Regions from separate parts of the Mus musculus genome. Here all the other regions are linked to region 1. A link is a contact called in public HiChIP or PLAC-seq data. All regions are on one chromosome and are shown on one strand. The core of a region is the stretch at or near the end of the contact, and the rest is flanking DNA. Distances in the headings are between cores, read along the strand shown.

Region 1 (4,450 bases), core at 1,630-4,129:
CACTATACAAGTACTTTGTTACTTTTAGGCATCTATTTACTTAAAGTGTTAATTTTAAGACAGGGTCTTATTATGCAGCCTGGCTTGCCTGAACTTGCGGTGTAGATCAGACTGGCCTTGAACTCATCTTGAACAGATCTGGGATTAAAGGTGTGAGACACCATGACTGGCATCCCTATTCAGATGTTTATGGCTAATCTACTGAATCCATGTCACAGATCTAGTGTTTTCTAGTTTGTTAGTTGTCAAATTTTAAAGCAAAAAAAAGTTTTGTCCAGGTAACACCCCATTTTGTTCTCTTAGCACTCACTCTGTGAAAAAGAGGAGCAAAGGAGAATCACTCCAAGGAAAGACCAGCTCACATATCTGTTTTCCTAATGCAAACTCACAGCTCAAATCAGTTCTCTAATCTCTAAGGTGTCAAGGCTTCCCCTAGCACCCAGCAAGCAATTTTTCAGTGACTCCACCCTAGGATCCCTGAACTTAATTCAGTTCTTCTGTTATCTGTTTGGCAGCAGTGTCAGATCCCACAGGCAGGGTTTGGTCCTCTGGAGGTTGTACTTGACTCATGTCAGGTCCAGTTGCAAGCGCTAAGCTGTGTTGCCTGCATTTCTGAAGGGCCAGCTATAGAAATACATTCCTACAACCCTATGCTAGGCTCCCTTCATTTGCTTGAACAACTCAGAGAACTCTGGGAAGCACTGACATTTCCTGATTCACTTAGGGGATGTCAAAAGGAGAGGGTCAGGTGAGAGGGCTCAGTGAATATAGTGCTTGTCACAGAAGCATGAGGACCTGAGATTGGATCCCTAGCCCCCAGGTAAAAGGCCAGGCATTATAGTATACGTCTGTCATCCTAGCTCTATGAAGGCAGATAGAGGAGGATCCCTAAGGCTACTGGCCAGATAGCCTGGATGAACTGGTAAGCTCTAGGTTCAGTGAGAGACCCAGACTCAAAATGTAAGGTGGAGAGAGATTAAGGAAGATACCCAACATTGATCTCTGGTTTTCATATGTGAAACACACACACACACACACACACACACACACACACACACACACACACACACACACACACACACAGATGCAGAGAGAGAGAGAGAGAGAAAGAGAGAGAGACAGAGACACAGACAGAGACAGAGAGACAGAGAGATCGAGCGTTATATAAGGATGCAGGTGAAGAGACAAACAGGGTGAAGTGGAAGACAAGGTAGTGGAAATTCCATCTTTTCTACTGACCTGCACCATCCAGGAATCCCCACCAGCTCAGCCATGTGGAACACTTTGTGAGCTGTTGAGAAACTCTATTACTTGAGAATACTGGCTAATAGACTAAGCAAGGAAACACAGCAGGTGCCAAGATTCTTCTGTGCCTCTCAGGGCTTACAGCCTTTCTCCCTCCAGGGTGTGGCACATAGATCCCTGGGATTGATAGGATGGGTCTTATCACTTATTACTAAGGAAGGCAGGTCAGAGGCCCAAAATTATGATCCCAACTTCCCAAATGTAGACTGTATTATCTGCAAATATTCTACTCATTCTTTCTATTCTTTTATCTTAGTTAACTAATTAAGTAATCAACTAAGCTTTGTTGGCTTGGCTAATAGAATGATAGGCTAAGAAAATCAAACAGAAAGTAGAGGGTTTTAAATTTGAACTTTAAGCTCTGAGGTTTCATTCATCTTTGAGGTTTACTTACTTCTTTGTTTTATTTTCTTTCTTACTCTTCTCAAAGCTTGGCTTATACATTCAAAAAACTTAAAAAAAATTCAAAAGTCACTGACATTTTATTGCTTCAGGGCAGACTCAAAACCCACAGAGTCCTGCTGATACTAAAAATCCTGTGATAAAAATAGATATCAGAGGATTGTGTTTCAAACTGCATCTTCCTCTCCCAGCAATGACATGCTAATATAAACATCTAACTACTAGAACACAGATATGTATTCTCTCAAGACAGAGCAGATGAATTGCTTAAATACCATGGATATACATTTGTGATTGATTGGTTAAAGAATCGTATACAAGAAGAGAATTACTCTTCATGTGTTCTCGTGTTCTCTGAGCTATTTGTATTTAGCTCTTTGTATTTAACTGTCATTAAATTTCCTTTTCATGTTTTAGAAAGTAAATTGTACTTATAGTGTTTTGATTGCTCTTTTTAGGCATCTGGAATTATTCGGACTATGGTTAAATATAACATCTGCCATTTTTATCAGGGCCCACAGTCCTCTTTGTTCTCCCTGGCTCTTGATGTTCCTGAAAATGCAGTGCCTATTTTTCTGAGACATTTCCGCCCAAGTTGCCTTCATTATTTCAAGTGTTTTTTTTTTTTTTTTTTTTTTTAAGCTAAGACAGATCTATAGCCTATCATCAGAAAGGGAAAGAAACAAGATGGTCCCAATTCGTGATTCTCCTTGATAACCCTATCATCTGTAATCAAGAATTGAGCAGGGCATTTGACCTGTGTAAAAAGTGGTCTGGTCATTTCAAATAATTTTTCCAACTGCTGTAGTTTTCTTCTTTGTATTTTCAAAGTTCTCTTAAATTTTGTGAAGGCTAGAGAGGCCAATATGAGAATGAGAGAACAATGTCTGAATGGATCAATCCACTCAGATAGATGGTAGTTTAACTTCATAAACTTACTTTTCCTTAGTGAAGACTATTATAATGTAAACGATATAAAGCTATGACTCCTGTGTGACTCTTTGTGGGAAGTTATGAAATGTTTATTCATGCCAGATCATAAAGGAAATGATTCCCCCCAGGTCCAGCTTGGGGAATCAGGGAGTTTACAGGGTAACTTACAGGAGTGTGAGCAAAGGTTACATATGTGGATATGAGTGATTTATTGGCAGCTCCCTCACTGGAAAGCCCACTTCAGCATGGGTGATGATTCATGAAGGCTGCATCCCTGACACGCCCTGAGCAATTTACACGTAGCTCTGTAGAAGAGTCTTGTCTCCCTAGCAATTATTTATTGCTTCTATAATCCCAGGAAGAGGCCCTGTGAGTCTTGTAACTTTCATAAACCTCCTGAGCTTTCTAAGTTCTTTAGCTTCCTGGATCTATGACATATGTTCTGTCTTTAAGAGAGAATGTTAGAATCCAGAGGAAATGGCTACAGAAGAGTAAAGCAATATTTGAATTTATCAATGAAACAATATCTCGGGTATAAAACTGAAATAATTTTCATGTTGATAATTTAAGAAATTTGCATAAATGTTTCTAAAGTTTAGTTACTTTAATTCTTTTAAAGATATGAACAAGCATTCCTGACTAGTTTGGTTGGATTGAGGCCTGAAAAATATTTTTGGACAGGACTCTCAGATGTTCAAAACAAAGGGACGTTTCGGTGGACTGTGGACGAGCAGGTGCAGTTTACACACTGGAATGCCGACATGCCAGGTATGCGGGAGCTGTGCTCAGGGCAGGTCTAGGGGTCTATGCTCAGGGCATTCCCTCATTCTTTCCAGCAGAGCCTGTCAGTCTTGCAGACACCTCTCCAATGCAGCATGCGAGTCAGTTGTGTTTAAGTAATCTTTGCATTTCTCTTCTCCCATGCCCTCCCATCCAGCTTTCAGTATTCTGGGGCAAAGAGGAAGAGAAAATTTTTAAGTAATTTGGTTCTGGTATATTTAAAGCAACGAAACATTTCAAGTGCTCTCAGGTGTTATGAATATTTGCCTAATTTCACAAAACGGGGCCCTATAGAAAGCAGATGTAAAACTTTTCAGTGGGGCTGAATATGAATATGGATGTCGTTGAATGGTGGGACCAATGCAAACGCTTATGGGGAATCATTAGTCCAATTTTTGCATTAACCCTTTACAAACATGGGATTTTATTTTATCTTTCCAAGAATAACAAGGGGGCATTTAAGTATCTTCTTTTAAAAGATGTAGAAATTGAAACTCAGGATTTATAGAACTAGAGATGCCCAAGCCTAGACTTATACTAATCTTGGCAGTAAGCTAGTCTGAGGAATCTGGTTTTGGACCAACCAGCTGCTTTGGTTTTTTGAATTGCTTTTGTTGACTGGAGACCCAAAGTAGACTCTAACAGACACTAAGAGCTTCTTTATCTTTATACACTGATGTTACTGGCAAATAATATTACTGACAATGCCATCTCTCAGACACTTCAATACCCTTTACAGAAAGCAAATCAGTGTGCCAGAATCACAATTCTATTCTAAGAATTCTATTCTATTCTAAGCTATTCGAGGAATAACCACTTAAGCGCATGGGTTTGCTACTTGGCTCAATACATCCTAATCTCCAGCTGTTAGTCAAATTTGCATGAGCAGCTTTGAGTGGGGAACTGATGTCACCACTCAGATTACACTGTTTGTACACCTGCTATTTGATTATTAAATCATTAAACACTGGAACTGTGAGATTCAAGATCACGTAAATGAACACATTCTCATTTTGTTTGTTTCAGTTTT
Region 2 (3,981 bases), core at 853-3,352, 340 kb after region 1:
TTATAGCTATTGGTATATGGTGAAATGTTTTAGGATCTGTTAGAGCATGCGAAAGGCTAAGCAATAAAAGGACATGGCGTTTCCCTGAGGTTAATCGTGTGTATGTTTCTAACTAAGCTTAATTTTAAAACATAATCCTTACTCTTAAGAAAATGAATGCCTACAAGTAAGTTTCTGCTTTAGGCTTTGAGGTGAAATTCCAGCAACTTCAGCCCCATGCCTGAGCTCCCATCTTTCTGACCTTGGGAGCCTATTTGACGTCAGTGATATTTCAGGGATATTAAGGATGACGCATGCCCAGCCCTGTTGAAAAGTCTTTCTCTCTAGGATGTCAGTTTCATGCTAGAGCTGGGCCTAGTGTTGTGTCCTGAAGGGGCCTTTGCCCACAGGCTTGTTGGCTGTGTATTACCAACCTCAGTGGGCTTTCACATGAGATGATATTGAAATAAAGGTTACTCTAGGTTCTCCATTCTTTCTCTATGAGCGTGTTATGATGAAATAGGCCAGTTAATATTCCGCATCAAACATTTCAAGGAAAACTCCTGTCCTGACTTGCAGTTTTGTAAAGTGTTCATTGGCGAGAAAGCGCATTGTGTTTTTATTTTGTCTCATTTCTGTTCTGTATAAAGTGTTACCTTCACATGCTCTTTGGGCACGGGATCCTGAACGCATGATTTTCCTGTTTTTCTGTTAAGTGAATCACAGCATTGTGAGATGTGTTCCAAATGGTTTCCTCCAAGCAGCATGAGATAGTTATCTGCCGAGACTGAGTGCTGCCATTTCTAGTTGGCCTTTGAATGAATAACTAGGTTTGTTTGTTAGTTTGCTTGTTTATTCCCTGGTAATTTCACACATGAATACAATATATTTAGGTCATACCCACCTCTCAATGACTCTGCCTTTTGATATCTCACCAGGTTCACATTACAAATAGGCCTCCTCAAACAAACAAACCAACCAGCAACAAAACAAAAACCCAAACCAAACCAAAACCAAAACCAAAACAAACCAAAAACAAAAAAACCTAGTTGTATGCGTTACAAGAGTTAAAACCTGTATGCTAATTGGAAATATGCAAATAAACACTCTTGACAACTTTCACTATTATGACTTTAAAATGCAATGTTTATTTTGAACATTTATTAAAACATTGACAAGAACAAAGCATTTGGGAAGAAGTACTGACATCTGATATTTATTAAACGTTACTGTGTCTAGGGCTCAATCCTACCAATGAGGAAACCCAAGCATGGAAATAAAGTAATATAGTCACATCAGGAGGGAGATTGGATTGAGGATTTGAATTGAGGCAGCGGACTCCAGATTATTATTATTTTCTTTATTGGTGACATCATATTCTCTTGTTACAAAAAGACAGATTAGTGAGCATGTATCACAATTGTTTAACTTGTTTAGCTGAGGAGAGCATAAAGAAAAATTAATACTGTTGTTTTTAGTATGTAACACACTGTATGAGTCTCTTCATAGTTGTAACAGAATTCCTGACAGAAGCAACTTGAGGGAGGAAGGGATTAGGTCACAGTTTCACGGGATGCTGGTCCAGGATGCTGGCATGAGAATGTGGCAGAGGCTGCTTGTGTCTTTGAAGATAAGAGGATTCGAGGACTTTGCCTGAGACCAGAAAGGGATAACACCATCAAGCCCAGCCTCAGTGACTCACCTGTGCTATGTCACCTGTGCTATGTCACCTGTGCTATGTCACCTGTGCTAGCTATGTCAGTCCCATGGGCTGCATAACCTCCTAAGGCAGCGCCACCAGCTGGCGGAACAGAGTGTCTCCTGCACATGATCCCGAGCACACTTTACATCAAAATTTGAAAACACTAAGCTACTCTCTACTCTGAAGTCTCTTTAGGGAAGAAAAGAGAATAGTCTTATTGTTTTAAAGTTTCACTGGGTGTTATGATTGTAGTGTGTGTGTGTGTGTGTGTGTGTGTGTGTGTGTGTGTGTGTGTGTGTGTGAAGGCCAGGCCAAAAGAGGATGTTGAGAGTCCTGGTCTATATCTCAACCTTAATCCTCTCACTAAACCTGGACCTAGGCTTGTGGCCAGCAACCCCTCAGTAATCCTCCTATCTCTACCCCACACAGTGTTGACATTGTCATAATGTATGCAACCACAACCAGCTATTAACAACAGTGCTGATGCTCAGGCCCTCACGCCTAAGTTATGGACATTCTCTCTCACTGAGCAGTCTCCTCAGCCTGGCTTCATGACTTCCTCAATGCCAGCATTCCTTTAGTTCTTCCTTTAGAAGTTGCCTGAGTTCTCAGTTTGTGTCACAGTTTAGTGTCCCTGTTGGTAATGAGAAGGACAGACATAGTTGGAAGAGTGTTTGTTTCTTTCCTTCTTTCCAAGAATCCGCAGGAGCATACGAATTTTAGAATTTTAGAATTCTGGAAGCTTCCATCCTGTGTTAAGTAAACAGAAATGAACTTGACTGTGAATCATCTGTAGCCTGTACTGGTCTGTTTGGAGGGCTGGCTGTGGCTGACGTGGTCCCAGGAATCATCCAGGTCATGAATCTGGGTGAGGCTGGGCAAACATTACACCTCGTTTTATGTGAGGCTACTTCAGAAATAGTTTATAGTCTGCTGGGGCCTTGGTTTTGTAAGTAGAACAAATACTTCAATTTTAATGGATTAAAGGGCAAAAAGTGCTACCCATGACTTGTAGATACTGAATGTGAAATCAATGAGTACTGTTCAGATTGCTTATGTACTAAAAGGGATTGAACAAACAAAGCACTGTTGTCTTGTACTGTTAAGATAATTGTAGGTACCAAGGTTGTCTTTGTGCCGATACAAGCTATGTGCTCTTTGGCTGGGTTTGGGATACATGTATGGATAACAGGTCTCTATTTTTCATTAGTTCTTATTACATGAACCAAGTTTTCTTACAAACCCAGAGAAAGAAGATAAAATCTCCAAGGGCCAATTGTCTAGAAAGAAAACATTTCTTTTAACACCAGAAACTAAGTGGGGTAAATTACTTTACTGAAAGAAAAATGAAAAACAAAAAACCAAAAGCAATTAAAAAAAAAAAAAAGCCAGCTAGACTAGAAATAACAGCTGAGCCTAACTGACATCGAAGGATAGAACATTTGTGTTGGTCTCTTCCAGTGACAGTGGAAATTCTTTGATATTTCCGAGGTTAAGGAGAACTATGCACATCTGCAGGTAAGTGTGGTCATTGAAATTAAACCAGCTGTACGGAGTGGAACAGACCATTTTATTTTACAGAGTTTGTTTTTGTGTCTGCCTCCCTCCCTTCCTCTACACCATCTCCCTCCTCTTCTCATTCATCCTTCCCTTCTCTGTCCCTCTTTTATCCCTTCCTCCTTTCTCCCCCTCCCTTCCTCTCTCTCTCTCTCTCTCTCTCTCTCTCTCTCTCTCTCTCTCTCTCTCTCTCTCTCTCCTCCTGCTTTCTGTATTTCTCCTATTCTCTTCCTGTTTCCCTTCCTTTCTTTCTCCATTTTTTCCCCTAAAGACACTTGGTCTTGCAGCTTGCATTGATGAAGTCTTCTTAAGATGCACACCAAATGCTCAAGAGACCACTTGCTAGATCTGATTTGTTTCAACACATACTAAAGCCACTTTTTCAATCCAGGTACTCTGCCATGCAAGCTCAGCTATAGGTTCCTGTCATGCTTGGCCAAGACTCAGTAACTGTTTGTCCTGATAACTCTTATATGTCCTGGAGTTGTGCTGACTTGTGTTTATTGTGTTAGAAATTGAGTCTTATGAATTCACTCTTTTTTTTTTTTCTGGAATTTTCAAGGACCAATATTCACTGTGGTTGGCAGGGTAGGACCCAGACACTCATCTGGGATTCTGTCTTACCAACATGTGTTGTGGTTGTAATTCAGTAACCCTGTAGCTTCTAAGGGCTTCCAGAAAGCACATCAGAGTGACAACGTAGAATGAAGCAAATATTTAACAGAAGGTTGCAGGACACTTTC
Region 3 (4,546 bases), core at 453-2,952, 390 kb after region 1:
TTGTGTGTGTGTATATGCCTGTGTGTAAGTGGGATCCAGGAGCTCACACATGTTAAGCACTAAGTTATAGCAATAGTTCAAACAGATTTTTAAAGGGCAACATAATCTCGATCTCTTTCTAAGCTGACTATTACTTTGGTAAATGTAACAAGGTTCACAATATATAATCTGAAGAAAAATGTTTATATGACTTTCGTTTGGGGATAAGTCTCTAGCTCAGAAAAAGTCCTTGCTCAGGATACAGCACTGGGCAGGGGATGAGAAGCAGACCTTTTTTTAAAGTTTCAAATACTAAACTACTTAGAGCCATTGCATGTTTCACCTCTACCACCAAGCCTGACAACCTGAGTTTAGTCCCTGGGATCCATACAGTGGAAGGAGAACAACCAGTTTTGAAGTTGTCCTCTGACCTCCACACATATACACAGACATGTAAATAAGTAAATATAATACGTTTTAAATACTAAACTAGTTTGATATGCAAATGGGAGGCTACTGTTTTGTTATGGACAGAGGGTTAGAAGCTCTTCAGTCTGTCTGGAATGAGAAATGAACAGGAAAACAAGCCATTTTTCTTATGCTGTCAGAGTCAAAACTCATTTCTTAGGAGAGTTTTGCTAAAATTGGAGAAAGATTCCCCTCTGTGAAGAGAGGCCATCATAGCCCTCAGCTTAAAAGCAGATTGGCTCTCCTACTGTATGCTACATTCCTGTGGTTCCAACTGGGATCTGGACAGGGATGGGACCTAGTGGGCAAGCATCAGGCTTTTAGATTGTAGTGAAATATACCCCAGTTTGGGACTGCATTCAGTTTTAAGCCATTCTGTGTTTAATGGAAAGAGAGAGAAAGGGGGAGGTAAGAAAGGAGAAAGGGAGAGAGGGGAGAGGGAGGGTAGGGAGGCACACTTATAAAGTTTGCATCATGGGAGTCAACCTCATGTATACTGACTAATACTGTTACTTGTACACCACCAGTATGATCACCTTAAACAAATATGAAGATGTTTTCCACATAGAACGTAGGAATTTGCAGGGGTTCTTGTTGGATGTAAATGTCTACAGGCAATAACAAGAGTCATATGTAGTTATAAATCTGGACTTGAGTGTTACAGAAATGCTCAGGTTGTGTGTTGGCTCTGCTGTTGCATGTAAACTTGGTTGTTCCACTTCTTACGTGCAGTTTCCTTGTTTGAGAATTCAGTATAGTCAACAACTTTCCTTCCCAGATTTGTTGTTAGCATCAAGTATAGTAAGACCAATATGCTGTTATTAAGTCTCCAAAATTTAAAAGTAACCATTCCTTTCTCTCCTGACTCAATATCTCATCTTCATCTAGATGAGAACAATTATGTGCTCTTAAAATAGCTGAAATGTAATAAAATAATTATAATACAAACATATGCATACACATACACACAAATGTTTACATACATACACAAACACTCATACGTATACTTATAACCAGTACTAAGGGACCAAACCTAGGGTTTTCAGAAATGTTAGCAGGTGTTCTACCAGTGAAGTATACATTTTTAAGCATAGTATGTAAAGTAGAACACTAGAGTTGATAAGCGGTATAATTTTCAGACTCAGAGCATGTGGGTGAGATCATTGATCTGCCATCTCTTCCACACACCTCTGGACAAATTGTTCAGTCTTTGCCACTTGCTGCACCCTTGTGTACAAATGGGCATTACTGAGGTAAAGACTCGTGTTTACAGAGTTGTGAACATTAAATGAAGAGGCATCTGTAGCACTGGAATCAGGATGTATGAGTTATGACTCGCGTGTTAGTTACGTTTCTTATCACTGGGATTAAAATACATCGGATCTTCCTTCCCTTCCTGCTACCTTTCTTTCCTCCTTTCTTCCCGCCCTCCCCCTTCCTTCCTTTCCTTCTTTCTTTACCAGGAATTCTTTCATATCCTCCTGAATCTCTCTAGATCCTGCTTTGTCAACTTTCCTGAGTTCTTGCATATGTTTAACATGTTATTTTAGCAGACTGTTTATCTTCCAACAATGCAAGCCCAAATGGATGAATAGATGGGTCGCTTGGTCACATCTGGAGTTCCTTTGCCTTTATTGCCCAACAGGAAGCTCTGCTTCAGGCATAACCTTGAGTGCAATGGCTGAGTTGTTAGAGCATGCATGCTTTAAATTATTAGATTGTGTCAAATTGTTTTCCAAATACGTGTCGCATCTTTACACTCCAGACAGCAGAACATGAGCTCTTGGTCCTCTGTTGTCAAACAGATTTGGAGAGGTCAGTATGTGTTCCTGTTCATGTGGGTCTGTGCACATGTGCAGTGTACACATGTGTGAATCTGCACATGGAGTCAGACATCAGCATAGGGTACCTTCCTGGACTGTTGTCTACTTTGTTTGAAGCAGGTTTTCTCACTAAGCTGTCTGCTCAATGTGCTTGAGGGATCCATGTGTCTCCACCCCTGGCTCCCACCACTGTGCCTTCAGAGCACACTACCAAGGAGGCTTTATTTTCTGGGTGCTGGGGCAGATCCATTCAAGTGCTAATGATTATGCAGCAAGCACTTAATGATTAAGCCATTTACCAAGGCTTCTCCCAAGCCCAGAATTTCATTGTTTTGTTTGATTAACTCGCTTCTGTTTTTTGTTGTTTTAGGTTTTTTTGTTTTTTCATTGTTTTTGTTTGTTTTGAGACAGGGTTTCTCTGTGTATCTCTGGCTATTCTGGCACGTATTCCATAGAACGAGCTGGCTGGCCTAGAACTCACACAAATTCTTCTGCCCCTGCCTCTGAGTCCTGGGATTAAAACCATATACCACCAACACCCAGCCACCTTCTGTTTTTATAACTTGTTTTTATACTTTTTTGTGGGTTTTGTTCACAGGAACCCTTGTCTGTGCTTCAAACCTTGTGCTACTCTGTTTCTGAGTATGAGTTTAAATTGTAATGTTATCAACTTTAACTTTTTTCCTCTACTGTCTTTTTCATTTCTCAGCTTGCAAGAAAATGTTCCCTAATAATAGAAAGGCATAAAAACATTCTTCTAAATTTACTTGTAAAGCTTTCTGAATTATTTGCTTTTTTTTTTTTTTGAGCTATGAAAGAGGAATCTAATTTTGTTTTCTATTTAGATAATAAATTACTCTGAAATTACTGAGCACATGATCTTTTCTACCTTCCCAAATCTACCAGGGCAGCTCTACCATACATCAAATGCCTATTTGAATTTTATTGTTTAAGTTCACTAATCAAAGTTAAAAATAAAATTGAAGCAAAGAAAAAAAAATACCTGCAATCTACTCCCCACAGTGCCAAATTCAAAACCACTGGATTGAAAATCAGAGGACCAGGCTGGTGAGATGGCTCAGCGGGTATAAGAGCACTGACTGCTCTTCCAAAGGTCCTGAGTTCAAATCCCAGCAACCACATGGTGGCTCAAAACCATCCATAACGAGATCTGATGCCCTCTTCTGGAATAAATAAATCTTTAAGAAAAAAAAAGAAAGAAAGAAAATCAGAGGACCTGGGTCCTGAGCATATCAGAAGGTGGCCTTGGCTCGACTCAGTGGTACCTGTGGATGTGGGTGAAAGGTGTTCAAGTTTTCTATTGTAGATTTGTGATAAAGCATGTAAGAAAATGAGGGGGTAGAGGATCCACCTCTTGGGATACGGATACAGAGACATCCATCCAAATTTGTGGCCAGTCTGAGTTACATAGTGAAATTTGAACAAAACAAAACAAGACTGAAGTCCAGGGTAACTCATGTTTACCTTTCTTTCTTTCTTTCTTTCTTTCTTTCTTTCTTTCTTTCTTTCTTTCTTTCTTTCTTTCTCTCTCTCTCTCTCTCTCTCTCTCTCTCTCTTTCTTTCTTTCTTTCTTTTTATCATCTGCCTTTATTTTTTTTCTTTTTTCTTTTAAATAGGTATTTTCTTCATTTATATTTCCAATGCTATCCCAAAAGTCCCCCATACCCTCCCCCCACCCAATTCCCTTACCTACCCCCTCCCACTTCTTGGCCCTGGTGTTCCCCTGTACTGAGGCATATAAAGTTTGCAAGACCAATGGGCCTCTCTTTCCACTGATGGCCGACTAGGCCATCTTCTGATACATATGCAGCTAGAGACTGTACTCACTGATAAGTGGATATTACTCCAGAAACTTAGAATACCCAAGATACAAGATACAATTTGCAAAGTACATGAAACTCAAGAAGAACGAAGACCAAAGTGTGGACACTTTGCCCCTTCTTAGAATTGAGAACAAAACACCCATGGAAGGAGTTACTGAGACAAAGTTTGGAGCTGAGACGAAAGAATGGACCATCTAGAGACTGCCATACCCGGGGATCCATTCCATAATCAGCCTCCAAACGCTGACACCATTGCATACACTAGCAAGATGTTCACCTTTCATGGCCCTATGCCACAAAGCCTGGCAGCTGGGCTGATACCATCAGGTGGCCTTCTCAGAGGGCCTCTGGGGCTGGTAGATACTTGGAGTGTGAGGACCTCAGCTCAGAAAAGTGAATTTTAAATCTCTTTGACCTTGGTTTTCTGGTGGG

Evidence for each region. HiChIP or PLAC-seq counts read pairs in DNA pulled down with a chosen protein or histone mark.
Region 2: an HNF4G HiChIP or PLAC-seq map of pancreatic cancer cells shows a contact between it and region 1. The contact joins two enhancer-like sites. A contact is called at or near these places in 1 of 39 promoter capture datasets (the C10 cell line) and 1 of 115 datasets of contacts at active chromatin or transcription factors (pancreatic cancer cells).
Region 3: a FOXA1 HiChIP or PLAC-seq map of pancreatic cancer cells shows a contact between it and region 1. The contact joins two enhancer-like sites. A contact is called at or near these places in 1 of 39 promoter capture datasets (the C10 cell line) and 2 of 115 datasets of contacts at active chromatin or transcription factors (large pre-B cells and pancreatic cancer cells).

Annotation. Positions count from the first base shown.
Region 1 is chr2:14,276,577-14,281,026 of GRCm38.p6, forward strand. Mrc1 (mannose receptor, C type 1) reads left to right here. Exons shown (of 30, transcript NM_008625.2): 11 at 3,260-3,408. Among named protein-coding and RNA genes, the nearest start is that of Mir511, 18 kb to the left of the region's middle. Within about 2 kb of position 2,880, at least 29 of the 459 cell types and tissues checked have an H3K27ac peak or open chromatin away from gene starts, as enhancers often do. A contact at or near this core is called in pancreatic cancer cells, where this site is marked.
Region 2 is chr2:14,618,584-14,622,564 of GRCm38.p6, forward strand. All of the region lies in intron 2 of Cacnb2 (calcium channel, voltage-dependent, beta 2 subunit), which reads left to right. Among named protein-coding and RNA genes, the nearest start is that of Gm32741, 16 kb to the left of the region's middle. Within about 2 kb of position 2,103, at least 31 of the 459 cell types and tissues checked have an H3K27ac peak or open chromatin away from gene starts, as enhancers often do. A contact at or near this core is called in pancreatic cancer cells, where this site is marked.
Region 3 is chr2:14,662,944-14,667,489 of GRCm38.p6, forward strand. The region is part of intron 2 of Cacnb2 (calcium channel, voltage-dependent, beta 2 subunit); the gene reads left to right. Among named protein-coding and RNA genes, the nearest start is that of Gm32741, 61 kb to the left of the region's middle. Within about 2 kb of position 1,703, at least 2 of the 459 cell types and tissues checked have an H3K27ac peak or open chromatin away from gene starts, as enhancers often do. A contact at or near this core is called in pancreatic cancer cells, where this site is marked.